3 separate regions of the Mus musculus genome follow, and regions 1 and 2 are each linked to region 3. A link is a contact called in public Hi-C and promoter capture Hi-C data. All regions are on one chromosome and are shown on one strand. Each heading gives the region's core, a stretch centred on a gene start, on an enhancer-like site or on the middle of the called end of the contact. The rest is flanking DNA. Distances are from core to core; before and after follow the strand shown.

Region 1 (2,980 bases), core at 447-2,946, 2.3 Mb before region 3:
ACAAGGGGAGGGGTGTGCTAGCCTTATCCTGTAACTGGCTGGGGCTAAGGGATGCAGGGAGAACCTGGCAGCCAGGTAGCATTGATATGTTAAATAGGCAACTAAGTAAGACAATTGTCTCCAGTTGGTTACTGGTAGTAATTCAAACTGTGTAGCAGAGCCTTGGAAACAAAGTTTTCCTCCCAGGAATATTTACCAATATACCTTAGGGGAAGATTAGTTCAGTTTTTCTCAAAACACATTATACCACAGTCCCTCTACATCTGTGGGGGGGGTGATTTCTGACCTCCTCAGATACTAGGGAAAATGCTATAGAGAGGGATAGAGAGATGGCTCTAACTGCTCTTCCAGAGATAGGTCCATTCCCAGCACCCACGTGACAACTAAGTATACAGCCTGGAAGTTTTGCTTTGGGTATGCAGAGTGCACAGACACATATGCTAGCAAAAAAAAAAAAAAAAAAAAAAAACCTCACGCACATGAAAAAAAAAGGAATCTAAAAGAAAGATGCCTGTGCGTATTCGTTATGGTTGATCCTATGCACGTGACATTTGGGTATGACAAATGCCTTTATTAGAAACCAGCAACACAGCTTTGGGGTTTAATAAAAACATAGTTTTTAGGATTAACGTTAGGATAATTACATAATAAACAATAACCTTAAAGTAAAATAGTATTTTATAGCGCCCCTTAAAGGGCACCGCGACTTTTAAACACTATCCATCTAGAGAACCGCGGCCGCAGTATTCAGCTTTTGTTCTTTTTTTTTTCTTTTCTTCTTTTTTTCTTTCGAGACAGGGTTTCTCTGTATAGCCCTGGCTGTCCTGGAACTCACTTTGTAGACCAGGCTGGCCTCGAACTCAGAAATCTGCCTGCCTCTGCCTCCCTAGTGCTGGGATTAAAGGCATGCGCCACCAAGCCCGGCTGTTCTTTTTTTTTCTATCTCAAGTCTGCATATTCTCTGGGCTACAAGTCCCCACCTTTTGCTTTACTGAAAACAGGAACTAGGGCGGTGGACCTAGAGTGTGTTCCAGGTCAGCCAGGGCTACACAGAGAAACCCTATCTCGAAAAAACAACAAAACAAAACAAAACAAAACAAAACAAAACAAAACAAAACAAAAAGAAGTCGAGGAGAGTAGTATATAAACGGGAAAGAAAGCCAGTGGTTTCCAAAGCGGGAAAAGCATAAAAATGGACAACCCAGGTCATGCATTAAAAATGAGAAAGTACATCACAACTTTAACTCCCAATGCAGAGGATATATACAAAGGGACCTAGTTATCTACTTGGATAAATGCCCTCCCTACATGATGTAAATTCAACTTCTCCGCGGCGCTTTTACGTGTAAGGAGGCACCTAGCCGTCGCCACCACGCTCTCCGGATTGGAGATTCACTCTTTTGGGTAGTGCCCCAAGGTCTTTAGAGGCCTCTGCTGTGTTCTTTTTAAGAGAGCGGGCAGAGGATGCCCTGCTTTCCCGGGGTTCTCTGCGCCCAAGAGTCGTGACCTTTCACCACGTCTCCTTCTCCGCAGGAAACGCCCAGCACCTCTAAAAAGAGCAGTTCTGAAACTGTCAGCAGCCAGCCCGCCGTGGTACCTCCCAGCCTGCTGGTCCCGCCTGTCACCAGTCTCCTCCTTTGGGGCGGAGCATCGCTCAGACCACGCCCCCATACCGCCCGCCTCCTGGATGTTCCCGGAAGCTGACCGGCTTACCCGGGTCGAGTTGATTGGTTGCAGTTTTGGACACCGCGCGCCAGGTTTTGTAGAGTTGTTTTGAGCCAAGTTCGCCGAAGAGATAATGGCTAGGCAGGATCGTCTGCGCGAGCTCCTGGGCCCTCTGCACCCGTACAAGAGCGACGACGAGGAGGAGGATTGTGCGCAGGAGGAGGAGGGGGAGCAGGAGGAGGAGTTTGTGGATGCCGAGGAACTCTGCAGCGGGGGCATCAAGGCGGGCAGCCTCCCTGGGCGCGCGCGAGGTGAGCCAGCGCCAGCCGGGCCGGGTTGGCAGGGGTCAAAGAAGTATTTTCGATTCTCACTGCCCGGCACCCAGCGTCCTTGACTGTTGACAGACAGACCTGTGGTGTGACTGGCTGCTTCACCGTACTTAGATGTGGTAGTAATAGTCGTAATGACTCAGAGCACATACTGTGTTAAGCTTGGTTTTTTCATATATCGTCTCGCTTAAAGTTAACAGTTGGGGGTAGTTTTACAGTCGAGGAAATAGATGCACCCTCATTCCCACCCAGAAACAGAATCCTTTAATTATTGTACCACGCTGGCTGAATAAGAGACGGAGTTGCTGTTAAGCAACTTTGAGAAAAAGAGCAAGCGCGCGGAAACACACGGCCACACACACACACACACACACACTCACATACACACAGATTTACACATATACATACACACATACATAAACACACTCATACACATTTACACACATACACTTACACATACATATACATGCCCACACATTCACACATACATGTTCATACACACACACACACACACACACATTGTATTTTCATGGTCTAGTACAGTAATAGCTGCTGACCAGGACCATGTGTGGCAACTGACCATTGGCAATTTAAACACAACTTTGGCTGTGTTTGAAATTAAATAGAAAGGATTACATGTTGATGGAAGTGTAACTGGCTATCCTGGCCAAGCATTTGCTACTGGGACAGGCCAGGGAGAGAAAATGGCGAAGTTGCTGTCTCAGTGGAAATACTACTTGTGAATTAAGCAGCCATTTTGGTTTTTTTTTTTTTTTGAGATTTATTTATTTTGTGTACATGAGTGCTCTATCTGCATCTATACCTGCATACCAGAAGAGGGCATCAGATCCCATTATAGATGATTGCGAACCACCATGTGGTTGCTGGGAATTGAATTCAGGACCTCTGGCAGAGCAGCCAGTGCTCTTGGCTGAGCCATCATGTCTATAGCACCTAGGCAGACATTCTTTAATCAGAGAAGTAAC
Region 2 (2,764 bases), core at 95-2,594, 2.5 Mb after region 3:
CGGGGATGAATAACTACAAATTTAAGAAAAAAAAAATCACAAGAACAGTAAGAATTACAGAGGAAAACTTTACGAACTCTAAAGTCAGGACGTAATAAAAGTAACAGTATTCCTCCAGATGTTTGAGTACTTCTTTTCCTTAATAATCTAAGTCGATTTCCTGTTAAATACGAAATCCCAGGGCTTGCAAAAAAGAAACAAACAAACAAATAGACAAACAAAACTTGGGCTGTTGGTGTCCTGTTTAAAAACCCAGACTGTATTTCATTTCCCTAGCTGACCCGAATCCATGACACAGTCCTATCCAAAAGCAAAAGGCACCCATTCAGTCAAACAGCCTACGAAAATAGCGGTGGAGTGCGGCCCGTGACAACCGCCGACGAACGGGGGAGAGAAATGAGTGGTTCTGAAAAGTTAAAAAACTCCGGGACCTAGCCATGACGCCAAAGGGAGCTCCGGCGACACACCCAGGGCGGACCGCCACGTTAAGGATACAGCTCTTGCGGGGTGGAGAGGGTTCTCGCCAGCTCTGGCTGCTGCCGAATCCGGATCCCGCTCCTCCTGATCCTCCTCCTCCAGGAGGTCTGCACCCCGGCTTGCCTCCTCGCTCCCCCACTCCTCGCCCCCGACTCCAGCGACTCCCACCCCGGTAAGGCCTGCTGCCTCGAAAGCGGAAACGGTCCAGGGCGATGTGGCTCCGCTCCCAGAAGGACGGCCGGGGGCTGCTTTCCGACAGGGACCCCGACGGCATCCGCCCTGGGGGCGGGTGAGTCCGGAACGGTTCTTTGGGTCGGTAGCTGCTGGGTCCCCTGAGCTGGCCCCGCTCGGCCGGGTGCCGTGAGCGTGAGAAATTCCTCAGCTGCTGCTGGGAGGACGACGAGGAGGACGAGGAGCCGCCGCCGCCTCCCCCGGATCCACCGCCCCGGGCCGGGGGAGGAGGCCGCCGCCGCGGGTACGGTAACAGCCCGCCGCCGCTGCTGCTGCTGCTGCTGCTCCGGCTCCGGCTGTTGTCGTCGTCGCTGATCTCCCCGTCTTCGAGCTCCCCTTCTTCCTTCGGCGAGAGGCCGCTAGAGGCCGGGGTCGAAGGATCGGCGGCGGCCGCCATCCGGAGTGCAGCGCTGGCCACACGACCTGAAGCCCTCCGGCCGGGGACCGCCCGACCGCCGCCTGCCTTCCCCTTCCTCCTCCGCCCTCTGTCCTAACGGACCCGGCGGGCGCGGCCTTTCCCGTGCTCGGACGCCCGGCAGGTTCTGCTCCCCAACTTCCCCGCACCCCAGATCGCTCTCTCTCGCTCGTCGGACCGTCGCTCGCCAGTTCCCTCTCCTAGCGCCCCCTTGCTGCTCTTCCGCCTCGCGAGAAAGCCTCTGTAGAAGGAGGCCGGGTCCCGAGCGTCATTTCCTGCGGCACGCCGGAAGGCGACCCTCCGAGTCTTGCGAGACAGGAAGCGCCCACCCCCATGTCCGCCGCGGTGCTGGCTGGGATTTGTAGTCTCCTCTTGCTCCAGGCTTCGCCCTTGTGTCCCTGCAGTCTTAACTGTCCCCTAGCATCCCGTCCGAGGTGGCAGGCGGGGAAGGAAGGGGTTAGTGTCTGGGTTGCGGACATGCTCTTTCAGCCGCAGACCTGAGTTTCAGAGTCATTAGTCGGTGGGGAAGACATCTGCCATCTTCTCATTCATTGCTAGGGGGCCCCCGTCTGAGACGCTGGACCTAGTCTCTTTGGGACCCCGGGAGGTAGGGGAGGGCGGGGAGCGGGTGTGGCCGCCATGTTGGTGAAGGCGACTGTCTGCGCCCGGAGCTCCGGCACGTTGGCTCTGCAGGCCTAAGCCCGCCATATTAATAAAGAGACAGGAGAGTGGGCCCTCCCTCCCACCCCGGTACTGTGCACGCCCCTCTGCCCTCCCCGCGCTCTGCACCGAGCTGGCGGCGCGGGGTCGCCTGCCTCGTTTGTCTAGCGTTTGACAGAAGCTTGCTTAGCGGGCAGCGCCTCCGAAGTGGCGTAAGGTGGCGCCGAATGAGGGGCCCGGGGAAATGCCGACCAATTGCGCCGCGGCGGGCTGTGCTGCTACCTACAACAAGCACATTAACATCAGCTTCCACAGGTAAACCTGGGAGGGGAGCGGGGTGACGGAAACGGGAGCCTAGGCAGTCTTGAGTCTCGGTCGTGTCAGAAGAACAAGGTCCTCTGACTTTGGTCACTTGCCCAGCTGCGAAGAGCAAGGGGAGCCTCGCTCTTGTCCTTTGTGTGTGGGTCCGCACATCTGGAAACATTTGCTCCTTTTCCGAGGAAAGTTTACCAAATTTGAAAAAAAAAAAAGAAAGAAAGGAAGAAAAGAAAAAGAAACCCGAGTTACTATGCCTTGCATTAAAAAGTGATGAGTATACCTTTATTTTCTACTCTTTTATTTTTTATATCTTAGACCATGCCTTAAGAAGAATGACGCCATAAGGGTTCAAACCAACAAATCACTTTAGAAGCCTGCTGAGTTCGAGTTAAGATTAGGCAATTTTCACTACTGGAATTGACGTGGGAAACATTTCTAATAGTCACACATGGTAACTGAGTCAATCTAATTAAGCAATGTTTATCAAAGAGCAAATAGAAACTCTCTCTTGAACAGAATCACGCACTCACACACAGGTTGAACGTACAGTCATGTCTTTAATTCTGTTAAGTCAAACTCCAAAGCATGTGAACACCGACTTGAATATAATAGGCGGCACTCAGTAAATGGTCACCTTTCCTTCTAGAACTGCCAACTGCCTGA
Region 3 (2,700 bases), core at 197-2,696:
ACACAACTGTCAATTATGGGTTTTTTCTTTTTTTGTTGTTCTAAAGGTTGAACCTACTACACTCGGACACTTGCTAGACAAGTACTGGATCATTAAGCTATGCCCCCCCCCTTTTTTTAACTTCTTGAGAATCTCACAAAACCGTTTAGGTTGGCTTTAACTTACTCTGTGGCCTCAGCAACCTAGAATTTGCAAGGAGCCACCTCCTGCTCAGTCTGCAGAAGAAAGAGGTGTGCTCTTACAGACTGGCATCCTGAGACCCAGCTATAATTCTTTCTTACTCGCTCACTTAACTCAGGTTAGCGTAGTGGTCACGTCTCCATTTCTCTTCTAGGGTTCGTTAAATTTCCAGAATAATTTGTACAGGGAGGGCCAGCTAAATTGCCTACTCCTTTCAGTACTTTCCTCTCAAGTTTTGTTCATCAAAACCTTTTCCCTCGCTGGCAGTGGTGGCGCATGCCTTTAATCCCCAGCACTCCATACGTAGAGGCAGGTGTATCTGAGATGAAAGCCAAGCTGGTCAACATAGCAAGGTCAGGCCAGCCAGGACCACGCAATGAAGAGAGCGTAATCAGAGCAGAAACAAAGTCTTCCAAACAAAGCTCTGATAGCATGATTCTCATATTAAAGGTGATGGTGAGAAAATATTCTAATTACCTAGATCGATGTAAGTTCTTGTGCTCTTTGGAACAAGTCATTTTTGGACAGAGCTTTTCGGAGTCACATCATAGACTGACATCTATGAGTAATCTATAAAGTCATGAAGGCGCCCCAGGCATGCTCTTCCATGAACCAATTATTTTAATTCTATAAACTGTTCACTTAGGCACAGGCCATAAGCATGCTTTGGAATCCTCCATTCGCGAACTGCGTCTGGCAGGGTAATTTGGACAGCTGGCCCTGCTTAACACACCACAGGCTGAAATACTTGTCAAACCTAAAGAAAGGCCATTTGAAAAATGAAAAGCTGCCCTCGCGCTCTGGGAGTGGGAACTGCTGCTCTGTTACTTCCCCAGCACAAAGGACCACGCGAACACCGACGGTCTGGGGGCGTTGGCGACTGTGCACTCGGAGGCCCCGCGAAGGCGTCAGAGGTTTCCAAGCCCCTGAGCTCCCCGTTACCCGCTGGGGTCGAAACGGATGCGCTCCGCTGAGGCTGACACCGATTATGTCGGACAGCCCAGCCAGCGGGGGGCGAGGCCGACCGCAGCAACGAGACGCAGGGCAGGGGAGAAGGGCCACGGCCGGAGCCGGCGACCGAGAGCCGGGGCGAGGCCCACTGCGAGGCGAGCACGACGAGACCCCGCCCCCCTCCGCCAGGGCCCGCCTCGGCCCCGCCCCTTCCCGGGCTGCGCTCCTGCGCGCCCCGCCCGCGGGCGGAAGCGAGAGCGAGGCTGAACGCCTGACGTCAAGGCGACACCGCCAAACCTCGCCCAGAGTCAGGCGTGGAAAGCAGCCCGAGCGGCGGCGGCGGCGGCGACGGCGACGGCGGCAGCGGCAGAGACCGCCGTGGCGCCGGGAGCAGCGACCCGAAGGGAACGCGCGGCGACGGCGAGGGCGACGGCGGCGACCCGGTGACAGCGCGAGAGGTGGGCGCGGGGTGCGTGCGTGGCCGCGAGGCTGGCGGGGGGCCGGGCGCCGGCTGAGGGGAGAGGTGGGGTGCGGCGCGGACCGGGCGGGGCAGCCCGATGGCCCCCGCGGCGGCGAGGGTGGCCCGGGCGCGCGGCAGGTGGCTGGCGGGGGGCCCCCCGAGTCCCTCGCTCGCTTCGGCGGGGCGCGCCGCCTCGGGGCGGCCGGGGAGGAACCGCGGCCGCGGCGGGGGAGCAGCGCGCTTTGCGGAAGGGGTCAAATGTCTGAAATATGGCGGAGGAAGTGAGCGCCCGAGGAGCCCCCACCCGCCTGCCCGAGGCCCCCGCAGCCTTCCCCGCCGCGCCCCGCTCCCCGCCTCGGCGGTGGGTGGAAGTTAGAGCGGAAACCAGAAAGTTGTCCTCTGCGGACACCCGGGCTTCTCCCAGCCCGGGGCCGGGCGGGCGGAGCAGCGTCGCGAGGGGGGGCGGGGGGACCACTCCCCGGCGCCCCGCGGGCTCGAGCCTGACAGGGAAAAAGTTTGCCCGGATCGGGGCTGGCTTGCTTCATTTGTTGCGGGAAGTGGCAGGAGGAAGGCAGCGGAGCGAGCCCCACCTAGTCTGGCAGCCGCCACCGTGCAGAGGGAAAAAAAAAATGTTAAAGGGGCCTTTCCTTCGTCAGCAAGAGGAAATCTCTTTTTCTCTTGCAGAGAGAAAAATCCAGGAAGTTTGTCCTCTTCTCCTTTTTTTTTTTTTTTTCTTTTCGCCATCTCGAGGTGTCTGATTCTGAAACTGACTTATCAGCGCCGTGAATTTGGGAACTAGGCCCTCGGGATTTTCCTTGGGGTGGAGGGGGGCGGGAGGAGAAGATGCCTTTGGAAGAAACATCTTCGCTTAAGAGTTTTGAGCAGATGGGATTGCTTTCCTTTCGCTTGCCCCCTCCCACCCCCCAATGCTTTAGAAAGATATTTTGGCCCTGCGACTCTCGACTCGTGTGCATACAAGCACTTCTTTATTACAGTAATAGGAACTCACATTTTTTTTTTTTACTAAGTTGAAAGTTGACATTACGATGCAGGCTGGACTTTTCAATATTTTAAAAATCAATTGAGTCTCGTTGAAATGTTTGCTTTGC

Evidence for each region. Promoter capture Hi-C pulls out the DNA fragments that hold promoters and counts their contacts. A called contact is a pair of places that touch in the nucleus more often than the background predicts.
Region 1: a Hi-C map of B cells shows a contact between it and region 3, with 5 read pairs. The contact joins the promoter of Helb here to the promoter of Rap1b in region 3. A contact is called at or near these places in 5 of 39 promoter capture datasets (embryonic stem cells, hippocampal neurons, liver and 1 more) and 1 of 484 Hi-C or Micro-C datasets (B cells).
Region 2: a promoter capture Hi-C map of liver shows a contact between it and region 3, with 3 times the contacts expected there. The contact joins the promoter of Zfc3h1 here to the promoter of Rap1b in region 3. A contact is called at or near these places in 4 of 39 promoter capture datasets (erythroid cells, liver and pre-B cells) and 1 of 115 datasets of contacts at active chromatin or transcription factors (astrocytes).

The regions. Positions count from the first base shown.
Region 1 is chr10:120,111,681-120,114,660 of GRCm38.p6, reverse strand. Helb (helicase (DNA) B) reads left to right here and starts at 1,696. Exons shown (of 13, transcript NM_080446.2): 1 at 1,696-1,976. The coding sequence starts at 1,799.
Region 2 is chr10:115,383,539-115,386,302 of GRCm38.p6, reverse strand. It overlaps Zfc3h1 (zinc finger, C3H1-type containing), which reads right to left and starts at 1,344. Exons shown (of 35, transcript NM_001033261.2): 1 at 496-1,344. The coding sequence starts at 1,105. It overlaps Thap2 (THAP domain containing, apoptosis associated protein 2), which reads left to right and starts at 1,868. Exons shown (of 3, transcript NM_025780.4): 1 at 1,868-2,098. The coding sequence starts at 2,028.
Region 3 is chr10:117,844,720-117,847,419 of GRCm38.p6, reverse strand. It overlaps Rap1b (RAS related protein 1b), which reads left to right and starts at 1,446. Exons shown (of 8, transcript NM_024457.2): 1 at 1,446-1,589.